Regions from separate parts of the Pan troglodytes genome. Here region 2 is linked to region 1. A link is a contact called in public Hi-C data. All regions are on one chromosome and are shown on one strand. The core of a region is the stretch at or near the end of the contact, and the rest is flanking DNA. Distances in the headings are between cores, read along the strand shown. Region 1 has its middle 140 kb from the start of LGALSL. Region 2 overlaps LOC134807899 (a long non-coding RNA gene).

What was found. Hi-C and Micro-C count contacts between places; a contact is called where the count stands out from the background.
Region 2: a Hi-C map of stem cell-derived neural progenitor cells shows a contact between it and region 1, with 2.5 times the contacts expected there. The contact joins two enhancer-like sites. A contact is called at or near these places in 2 of 7 Hi-C or Micro-C datasets (blood and stem cell-derived neural progenitor cells) and 1 of 1 other capture datasets (stem cell-derived neural stem cells).

The regions. Positions count from the first base shown.
Region 1 is chr12:58,407,896-58,413,601 of NHGRI_mPanTro3-v2.0_pri, reverse strand. No RefSeq gene overlaps it. Among named protein-coding and RNA genes, the nearest start is that of LGALSL, 140 kb to the right of the region's middle. Within about 2 kb of position 2,906, at least 18 of the 24 cell types and tissues checked have an H3K27ac peak or open chromatin away from gene starts, as enhancers often do. A contact at or near this core is called in stem cell-derived neural progenitor cells and stem cell-derived neural stem cells, where this site is marked.
Region 2 is chr12:58,658,769-58,664,474 of NHGRI_mPanTro3-v2.0_pri, reverse strand. All of the region lies in intron 3 of LOC134807899 (a long non-coding RNA gene), which reads right to left. Among named protein-coding and RNA genes, the nearest start is that of VPS54, 45 kb to the left of the region's middle. Within about 2 kb of position 2,939, at least 7 of the 24 cell types and tissues checked have an H3K27ac peak or open chromatin away from gene starts, as enhancers often do. A contact at or near this core is called in stem cell-derived neural progenitor cells and stem cell-derived neural stem cells, where this site is marked.

The sequences.
Region 1 (5,706 bases), core at 1,657-4,156:
CAAGACACATCATAGTTGCGTCATTAGGGAAATAGATTGGGATTAGGTGAAATAAACTTCTGGGTACCAGGTACCCAGAAGATACATGCATAAAATGATCCCAAACATCATGGCTCTCTTGCTCTTGCTGGAAAGCCTAAGTAAATTTGAGTGGAGCCTGAGGAAGACTACCTACACCTGTACTGATTTTCACAGGGAAGCACACACAGACATCTTCCTTCTGTTTTCCTCCAGAGATTTAACACTATGGATTCATAAAAGCCCCAACTTGGAAGCGGGGACAATCTGTATTCTAACAATCAGAGCCCCTAGGAACATGTGATGTTAAAGTCCCAAAGGGGAACGGGCACGGTGGCTCACGCCTGTAATCCCAGCAATTTGGGAGACCCAGGTGGGTGGATCACGAGGTCAAGAGATCGAGACCATCCTGGTCAACATGGTGAAACCCCGTCTCTACTAATAATACAAAAATTAGCTGGGCATGGTGGCATGCACCTGTAGTCCCAGCTACTTAGGAGGCTGAGGCAGAAGAATCGCTTGAACCCGGGAGGCAGAGGTTGCAGCGAGCCGAGATCATACCACTGCACTCCAGCCTGGCAACACAGCGAGACTCTGTTTCAAAAAAAAAAAAAAAAAGTCCCAAAGGGAGGCCAGGGAGGACTTCTGCTCATGCTTCCCTCTCCTACCATGTTTGGGTTACATCTAAAGAACCAAGACAACACAAACCATGTTCCAAAATGAGACCCACAGAGTCAGGAAAAAAACATTATTCTTAACCCCCTCTCCAAGATCCATATTAAAAATAGAGTTGAAAATGGGAGTGAAGGGACAAGGGTTCCAGGGAGGAATTTTGGAGAAGGCTCCAGTGCCTGTGCACACAGTGGGGAGAAATGGAGGATGCAGCTCATTCCTCTCACGATAGAGGGGCTTAAGGAGAACTTAATGTGTATCACCTTCAGTCTGGGGGCAGACTGGATTGGACCAGCCTTGAAAACCTCAAAGGTCTTCAGATGGAGGGGCGCAGACAGAGGGCTTTACTGGGCTAGGGGAAATAGGGAAAGGATGAAGGCAGGGACTTGGAAGCTGGCTCATTGAGTGCCCTGGGGGTAAAGGAACCTCAGCCAAGAGAAGCAGAGATGTTGCTGGATTTCCAGGAACCAAGGAAGCAGAGGCAGCTGCTGGGATTGCGATGCATCGACCTTTCACCTGCGACCCACAGGTGAGAGAACTCAGTGATGATGAAGGGGAGGGAGTTGCTGAGGAAGGTTGAACTTTAATAGCAGTTAAGTCCTGAGAAGGCCCACCCTGGAGCTTTCTTGCACCTTTCTCTAGTTCTCCTTCCCTTCCTCCAACCCTGGGGCACTATAGTCAGCAGCTGAAGGGAGGAGAGGGCAAGGAGAGTCAGTCACACCCGCCCCACGCCCATAGTAGGCCTGAGCTGGGAGAAAGATGAGGACTCTAAATCCAGTTTTGAGTTTTTGTTATTCCACAGGACTGGACATTTGATTTCTGAAAGGAGATTACATCTCATGGCTTCAGTGACTGTAGGACTCTTTTAGATTAGAGGGACCAGAAAAGTCAGAGTCTGCCAGAATTTCCTCCCACAGCGCGCCTTCAAGGGGATCCTGGAAGACCACACAAAGCTTCTGTGTTCTCCCAGCACGGGATAGCCGGACATGAGCAAGTCCAAGCCTGCCCCTGCCCTGGAGATGGGGCAATGAGGGCAGAGAGTCCACTGAGGGCAGGCTTGGGTGTGGAGCACCTTCAGAGAGGGGCCCTTCCCTAGAGACAGGGCAGGAAACCAGGCTCACTCTTTGGCACCCAGGAGTCTGGGGAGTGAGGGTGACGACAGCGACAGCGGAGAGGCTCCCGGCAGGATGGGGCCTGAGGAAGCCAGTGCATCTGCAAAGGCCTGCAGGTCAGGCCCAGCTCTCAGGGGCCCCGCCAGGGGAACCTCCTCCAGCAGATAACTTGAATGGAGGGCAGGCCAGACACCGAGGGAAGTTAGCCCAGTGAGGCGGCCCTTGTGCCCCAGGCTCAGGGAAGGAAGGTGAGTTCAGAATCAGAATCAAAAGACGGTGTAATTAGAAGCTGCAAGTAGATACACATGAGGGCGTAATACCTGCCGTCACGCAGCTGAGAGCGCTCGGGGCACTCTGGAAGAAAGCGCAAATTCAAAGTAATATTATCATCTTAATTATAATTAGAACCTGCAAGTGGAGTCTTGAAAGGCATTTATAGCATATCCTTACTTGTTTAGGTCAGCTTCCCAGAAAGAGGGGGAAAAATAGACTTGGACTTTTTTAATTTAGGCAAGAAATAGATCGGCCCATGCGTCAGGGCTGCTGTCTAGAGCCCCCTATGTGAGGGACGTCTTTTGGGGCTCAGTTTATTAAAGCTCTGCCTAGAGCCTAAAAGCTCAATATGGCAGAAAATAGGCTTTTTTTTTTTTTTTTTTTTGTAAGCTTTAGAGGGCTGCAAGCCAATTGGAAGCTTCCACCCGCTGTGAAGTAGTGAGACTGGTAAAATAGCTAGTAAATTACCCCTGACTCAGGGCCCATTGAGTGATAGGTCTGCAAAGCAGAGCACGAGGGGAGGACGGCCAACAAATATCCGGGGGAACCCCAGTTGTTCCTGGTTATCCCTTGGCTGATTGTCTGGACTGAGGATAATTCAGACTTGCTAAGCTTTTTCCTCTCACTTTCTACCCCTCTTAGAGGACAGGAGGCATCAGACAGGGGCCCGAGGGAGAAATGCTACCCCTTATTTAGCTGTTGGGGGAAGCTCTGGTGAAAACCCCATGAAAGCAAGTTGGGGCTGATGGTCACAATGAGGTCTCTGCTTCTGTGGAATTCAGCCGCCCACGCTGCTCCCGTGCCCGGTCCCTGTGAACAATCCAGAAACAGCTGTGATTGGCAGAGCCACTGAAACCAGAGCTTCGTAGACGGGAGGAAAACAATCACGCCACTGTGTGGTGCAACTGGGTTTGCAGGCTCCCTGACAGATGAAGACAAATGTTGCATAACAGCTTATGAAAAATTGGCTTAAAAAAACTCTGCATACCTGGGTCGTAGTCAATGAGAACTAATGTAGGTGCTTCTATCCCATCTCCTATTCCCAAAATTTAGGCACCCAATCTCCCTTGGTTTCCAAGGGCCCCTTTCATGCCCAGCTCTGCCCTGTCTCATGCTCGAAACCCATTTCTTGATCCCCTTTCCCTTCTCCACTCAGCTCCTACGTTCCAAACTTACCTCCCCTTAGACCAATTCCTTAAGGATTCTGATAGTTTGACAATCAGCAGTTTGGGACTAACATATCTCCTCTTCCAGATAACATTGGATCCTACCTGGAGCTTCACGGAGTTGTGCCCTCATCTAAAAGGAGGCTGTGGGGAATGTTTGAGGCACCGCCTGGCCCCGGGGGGAGACAGTTCAGTGTAGGGCGTCTCTCAACAGCACCAGATGCATACAAGTCTGAAGTCTTGGAGCATCAGGACTTTTTTTTTTTTTTTTCAATTTTGCTCTGAGCTTTTTGGCGACTATCCTTGCTCAAATAAGTTTTTCTCTAAGTTTCTAATTCATAGGTTTGTCATGATTCACATTTAAAACAAACAAATTTTAATCATTCCCACCTCCCCTCCCCCCCCGCCCTTAAGTGTTGTAGCAGCTTTTCCCCTGGGTGGAAAGAAACCTGGAGTCTGTTCCAAAAACTTTGGAAAAGGAAGCCCTGATCTCTCCAATGCTCACTATATACTTTCCATGCACGGGAGTGGTTTACTGTAGCAAAGAGTATTTTGTTACGCCTTCTGGGTAATTTTGTGCAAAAATTTACGATGTCAAGGGAACATGGTTATTAGGAGCAAACCGTACAACTCCTTATCTGTTTCTCCACAGGCGCTAGCCATGGGGTTCAGAGCCAAGTGCCAGCTCTTCCTGCTAAAAATGTTCTCAATTTGGTCTCCGCCAGCAGTGAGGACAGCAGTGTGAATGTGTGAATTCTTGCTCCAAACTGGCTAGAACCACGTTTTGTAAATGTCATTTCTTGGGATGCTGTTTTATCTGAGAAATCACATTTCACCAGCAGCACTGAAACTAGCTGATGATGCCATAATAAGTTCTGACTCCTGCAGGGAGAAGCTCTTTGAGGCCCTTTTTCAATACAGCTGACATGTTTTTCATTTAAGAGCCTTTTTAGGACAAGTTTAAACTCTCACATCACTCTATAAATCTTATGAAATGAAAATCAAATTCAGTACAGTTACAAGCTGTTCAATTCTATCTCCTTTATAACATTTATAACTAATATAACAGAAAATTTAAAAACCCTCTTTCGTGCTTTCTACCAAGGCGGCAATATGGACTCAATATACACAAAATGTAGAACTGAAAATGAATTACATGTTTAAAATACAGATTTTTACACAACAAGACAACAGTCCTGGACCTCCTCCTCCTTAAACATTAATGTCATAATCGCCAAAGCATTTTTGGTCATGCAAAGTCTCTGTCAGATAAACCTCAAATTCACAATTCCAAGATAAGAGACACTGCCTCAAAATGGAAGAAAATGTCTTCTTCTAGAATCATTAGGTATATTATTTTACTTGGTAGGTTACTTGAAGCCGGCAGTTAAACTGGTCCCTAGATATTTATTAACCTAAGAAAAGACACGGGAAAATGTACTTCATACAGTCTTCAAGCAGATACTCCACTGTTTTAAAATGAATTTCATTAAGGCTTATACTCAATACACCTACTATACATGTGTATTTAAAATATAGTTTTTCCACTAATTGCAAGATTTAGTGAAAATGTGGCTTTGGCAGGCAATGAATAATACGTATGCTACATATTCAGTAAAGTTAAAGTTGGGGTTGAAAATAACCATTTATTTATTGTTCAGATTACAATAAAATCTTGTTTGCCTGGAACTCAGGCTACTAGGAATATCAAATAAGAGAAATGTTTTGGAAATGTTCTGCTTTTACAGTTGTTAGGATGTGACTAGTAACTAAGTTGATAAAGAGGTGTATGTAACTAATAAAAGCAAAAACTTCTAGGTTGCACATTAATAGCTGTGTAGCTTCACCCCAGGCTCTTCGCCATTTGAGGATATAGTCCTCTGTGCAGTTTCATGCTCATGGGAAGACCCTGGATGGTTCTGAAGGGTTGTGTGCACCCAGTGCCTAAGTACAACGCCCCCAGAGCAAAGAGGTAGAAAATGGTAGTGGCTAAGTATGTGGACTCCAATGCCAGTCAGTCTGAGTTCAAAGCCCAACCATACCACGTACTCACTGTGTGACTTTAGGCCAAACTGTCAACCTCTTTAGCCTCAGTTTCCTTATTATGTAAATAAAGTTATATCATTGGATTGTGAAGACTATACTAGTGTAGAGTGTCTAGCAGCACGCAGGCACATAGAAGGCACTCAATAAATGTGAAGATTTTTATTCCCAAATGATCCTTTTCCAATGGGTCCCAAGCTTCAGTCTGTATCTTAGTTTGACTAGAGATGTGATAGAACCATATTCAGGAGAATTACCAAGGAAACACCTGTCATCTTTCTATTACCCCAGGTGTAGCTCCTAAAATTCCATCACTTGAACAAGTGTAAACAGAGAATATATTTGGACATTAAACATAGTGTTACTATTAGCAGAAACAACATCTAACACCTTTCTGAAAGTGTTCCATGTTCTGTCTCAGG
Region 2 (5,706 bases), core at 1,690-4,189, 250 kb before region 1:
AGCCATTCTGAGGCTTCTAACCCCTGGTTTCTAGACTAGCCTTATGTTTCCATTACACCCCACCAGCTCTCCTGTAAATAGTCTCTTTAAAAATAAACTCTCTCCCACTGCACTCCAGTCTGGGTGACAGGGTGAGACTCTGTCTCAAAAAAAAAAAATAGAAAATAATCATAAACTCTCCTCAAATTATCCTAATTCAAGTGTGTCATCTGTTGCCTGTTGGGACCCTCACTAGAAAAAAAAATCCATCAAAATTTATATTGCATAGCAACATTTGAACTTTAAAAAATCCATTTTCTTTTTTTTTTTTTTTAGACGGAGTTACACTCTGTCACCCGGGCTGGAGTGCAGTGGCACGATCTCGGCTCACTGCAACCTCAGCCTCCCGAGTAGCTAGGACTACAGGCACGTGCCACCACACCTGACTAATATATATATTTTTTGTATTTTTAGTAGAGACAGGGTTTCACCATGTTAGCCAGGCTGGTCTTGAACTCCTGACCTCATGATCCACCCACCTTGGCCTCCCAAAGTGCTGAGATTACAGGCATGAGCCACCGCACCCGGCCAAAAAATCTATTTTCTTAGATTAAGTAACTCACATCGCAAAACTTATAATTTGCTCCACAATATCATTATCCAAAGGCTCAACAACTACTGTACTCTACTGTACTGTACTGGGTCCATTCTAGGTTCAGCAAAGTCAGAGTTGGTACATCTAGCCTCCCCTGATGCATCTCTTTCTTACTCTTTCAGGGCTCATAGGGAGGAACATGGATCTAAGCAGTTTCAGTGTCTTCATGAATTGGTCTAATATATTGCCAGGAATAGACGCATTTTAAAAAAGGACTCCAGGATAAAAATATAGAGCTCTAATGGTAGAAATTGTGGACACTATGAACCAGGGATGGAGAAGGATGTTTGATCTTGTTTATTCTCATCAAGATGAGGCTTAATTTTTCTGCACCTTTATTCAAAACATGTAACTCAGAGCAGATTTTTTTTTTTAAATTTTTTTTTTTTTTGAGATAGGGCCTCACTCTGTCACCCAGGCTGGAATGCAGTGATGTGATGATCACAGTTCACTGCAGCCTCAACTTCCTGGGCTCAAGCAATCATCTCACCTCAGCCTCCCAGAGAGCTGGGACTACAAATGTGTGCCACCACACCTAGCTAATTTTTTGTAGAAATGGGGTTTTGCCATGTTGCTCAGGCTGGTCTTGAACTCCTGGGCTTAAGCAATCTTCTTGTCTTGGCCTCCAAAAGTGCTGGGATTACAGGTGTGAGCCACCATGCCCAGCACCCAGGGCAGAATTTTAAAGTCCTTGCTTCAGTGTTTGTACAGCTGTTCGGGACTTTCCAGTGTATCAGTTATTCAAATTTTAAAGCACCTATCAAAGAGAGCTTAGTTTTCAGTCTCGAAAGTCCAAGAAATACCTAAAGATTGTTGGTGGTTATTTTATAGCACACCCAAAAAAATCTTTCACATTGTCTCTCTTTAGACCACTTGCCTCTGATCAGGCCTGCCTCCTCAGCCACACTTCAAATGAAAGAAATCAAGTAAACAACTTTTAGCAATCAGGGGACCCTAAAATAGCAGGTGATCTGCAGCAGGTGAAGCACACACCAACATACATGCAAATCAGTCAAATTTTGTACCTGGCAAATAAGGCTAACAATTTATATTTTGACTGACTTGATTATTTGAAAAAACTGCTTTTCTGTGACATAAATATAGATGTTAGTTCTGTCTTGCAGCTAAGTATCTCACGAGAAAGCCACATTAACCTTAATGATTTCCTGACGTGGAAATTAATATTCCCTAGCAAAGAAATAAAATGGTATCCACTGGTGCTTGTGGAGTTAAAAAATACTGTCTTCCTCCTTCCCTCCCCTGGTTGACATTAGTTGGTTTCAGTCCACAAATATTTACTGAGTGTTAACAATGTGCCAGGCAACTGTTTAATGCTAGAAATACAGTGCTGAAAAAGACAAAACAAGTCCCTGTTTAAGGCAGTTGCATTCTAAGGGAAGGGGGATATGCAATAAACATGTAAACAAACAAATAAATAATACAATTTCAGGAACTAAGGACTATGAAGAAAATAAAGCGGAGTACTATGGTAGTTGGTACCTGGGGTGTGGTGTGGCTGCTCAGTGACATCTGAGTTGAGACCTGAAGGCTGTGAAGGAGGCAGCAGTGTGAGCATCCAGAGAAGAGCTCTGCTAGCAAAGAAACAGTAAGTGCAAAGGACCTGAGATAGAAACAAGCCTTGTGTACCGTGTACTTGAAGGCAACAAGATGGGCAGTGTGGTTAGAGGCAAGTAGTTAGAGGGAAAGCTTGGAAGGAGATAAGGCTGAACAGGAGCCAGGATGAAAGAAGCAGAGCCGGATCAGAGTGATGACAAGCTGGAGGAGGAGTTAAAGAAAGGAAGCTGGGAAGTGGTGTGATCTCATTTGTATTTAATCTGGCTACTTTGTGGAGAATGGATTGTAGGAGGTCAAACACGGAAGTGGGGAGATCTGGGAGGAGCCTATGGCAGAAGTCCGGGTGACAGACACTGGCAGCTTGGCCTAGGGTTTCATCAACAGGCCACTACCAGCTCATACGGTGCCTTTGTGAAAATTAGAAAAAGGCTCCTCTTTCCATTAGATGCCCTGATTGCAGATGGATTAAATGTGAGGTGTGAAGAAAAGAGAGGAATCCAGAATGACTCAAGTTTGCACCTCAATAATTGGCTGGAGAGTTATGGAATCAGTAGTTCAATTCTGATCATGTTCACTTTCAGGACCGTGAAATTTTCCCATGCAGCGGGTGCACCCCCTGTTACAATGTGAAAACTCAGTAGCATTTGCCACACTGACGTTGGTTTCCTTTCAGCTGGCTCTGGGAACCTTATGCTGATGTAATGGAGATAACCTTTGTGAGACATCAAATCAGTATATTTGCCTGCCCAGTAAGTCTTTGTCTCCATGGCTTCCCCCTTGAGTCAATGGCATGCATTGAGTCACAGGGAGAAAAAAAAACCCAGCCAAGATCGGATAAGTCATCCATTAGCTTAGAATTTCAAAATAGGATTAATTCATAGCAAGACAATAGTTTGAAATCAAGGGCTTTGAGTGTCAAAAACCAGACATTGTTGAAAGAAAAAAATGTATTTGTATACGCTAGTGAGGCAGAACTTGGAAAAGTGCCCCGAACAGATCACAGATACAGCCGAGAAGAACACAGGATATGATGTCAGAGCCACTTTCTCATGACTGGAAGGGAAGATAAAAGCAGCAGGCAGAGGCCGGGTGCAGTGGTTCACGCCTGTAATCCCAGCACTTGGGGAGGCCAAGGTGGGCGGATCATGAGGTCAGGAGATCGAGACCATCCTGGCTAACATGGTGAAACCCCATCTGTACTAAAAATACAAAAAATTAGCTGGGCGTGGTGGCGGGCACCTGTAATCCCAGCTACTTGGGAAGCTGAGGCAGGTGAATCGCTTTAATCTGGGTGGCGGAGGTTGCAATGAGCTGAGATCGCGTCACTGCACTCCAGCCTGGGCAACAGCGCGAGACTCTGTCCCCCCCAAAAAAAAAAAAAAAAAAAGCAGCAGGCAGGAAGTTGGGACATTCAGAGAGTACCAGCACAGGGTTGCCCCAGATGAGTGGAGGGTGCACTAAAGAAGGGGAGGCATGTATCCTGCTTTCTGTTTGGAACCGGGGTAACTACAGAGAAGTAGAAATGCTATGATTAGGCACAACAGGCTTGAGATAGTGATTTCTGTTCTTTGGGGTCATGCATGGTCTTTAGGAGATCCAGTGGTAGAATGATAAAGGCTAATGGGATGAATGGGCTGGAAGAGGCCTGGCCCTTGGGCCAAGAAGGTGTGAGGCTTATGGTCCTTGCCACTGAGAGCCATGGCAGGGGCCGTGGCTGTCAGTAGTGGAAATGGTTCTAGGCCCAAAAGCCGGAGATAATTTCCTCATCAAGGGAGGCCGGGAGAGCCTGGATGATGGCAGACAGACTTGCTCTGCCAGTTTTTCAAGACCCGAATGACATCTTAAGAAAGAGAAGTGGGAGAGGAGAACGGTTGGATCAGGGAGAAACCTTGAAAGATTAAGTGAGTTTCCAAGGAAAACTGTTTTAAACGTAAAGAGACTGTGTTACCTTTAATTGGCAAGATCAAGTGTTTCCACCTACGTTAGGAATGGGGGCTTTCCAGCAAGAAATCATTATCGACAATGAAGTTGCTTTTTTTTGTAAATCTAGTTTTTAGTGAGTACATTTAAACCCTGCTACATTAGGAAGGTCTGTATTGCTACCAAATAAAGAGAACTCAGCTTGACATACCCCTGCCTCTAATGGAGAGAGGGGGAGGAAGGAGAGGGAGGGGAAAGATTGAGTCTGTCAACAGTAGTTACCTCCAGGGAAGATAACTGAGGGACAGAGAAGGAAGAAAAACCTATTTCTCATGGAGCGTTTTCTGTACCTTTTGCATTTTTTCCATATGCATGCATGAACTATTCAAAAATAAATTAAAAGGGGAAAAATAAGTTTCTGAAATGAGAAAAATGCAGATGCACAGAATGTGATATTCAGTGCTTGGCAATTAACCTTAAATAGTTTTCATCTCACCAGAATCTTTGAGCCACTTCTCCTCAGTGTACCTTGTGGTTATTCCCTTCATTTATGTAGGTGTTGGGTAAGCTGTCTGTCTTGCCTTTCCAGCGAGCCCATGACCCATTTGTGCGTGGTACTCCAAACACTGTACCACCGACCCTACAGGACGCGGCCCATCCCTTTTACAGGGGAAAACAATCCCACTGACCCATTTGGTCTTGCCCTTCATCCTGGATTGAGGTGTGGGAAGGATTAATAAGGGTTTTTTGTTCTCACCCTGGTTATTTCCACCCCATTGGCATCACATAACAATGGGGAAGCAGTGAAAAGAACTTAGGTGCTGGAATCAAATTTGCTAGGGCTTACCTCTGCCAGCTACTAGCTTTAGGTACTTGGGTGGGTCTCAAGTTTCTTCTTCTATACATTGGAGTAATACAAACCTCATTGGGTTATCACAACACAATACTAGAACTGTTCTGATTACCCCAACCCCCAGTCTAAGGGACCAGACTAATTTTTGTAAAATCTTGCATCCAGCCAAACTTAGCATACCTATTGTCCCTGTATTCCTCAGTTTCCACCCAAGACATAAGCCTCTTCATTCATCTGTTGTATCCCTTACTCTCATTTATATCCTTCCCCGTATTTCACTCCCTTGACTCAACCTCCCTCTGCTTCCCTCTTTTAAGTAGTATGTTTTCATTTGCAGGCTACAGGAAACTCAAGTCTAACTGGTTTAAACATTAAGGGCATTTACTGACTCAAGTAACTGAAAATTCAGCAGTGGCAAAGGCCTTGGGTTACCTGCCAGACAGACATACCAAGGGCCTTGTTTCTTCTGTTTCTCTACTCTCGCACCCTCAACGTGAGCTTCATTCTGGGATTGGCTCCCCTCGTGGTTATACAGGCTGGAGGTCAGCAGCAACTGAGCCTGCATGCTTCTGCATTAAGTCCAGAGGAACTGAGGAGTGAGTCTTTAACCATCAAACAAAAATCCTGGCCTTTCATTAATTAGAACAACCTGAACCAATCATGGTAACTAGGGGAATGCCATGTGCTAATTTGCTTAGCTCTGAACTAAGTTATCCATTTTTGA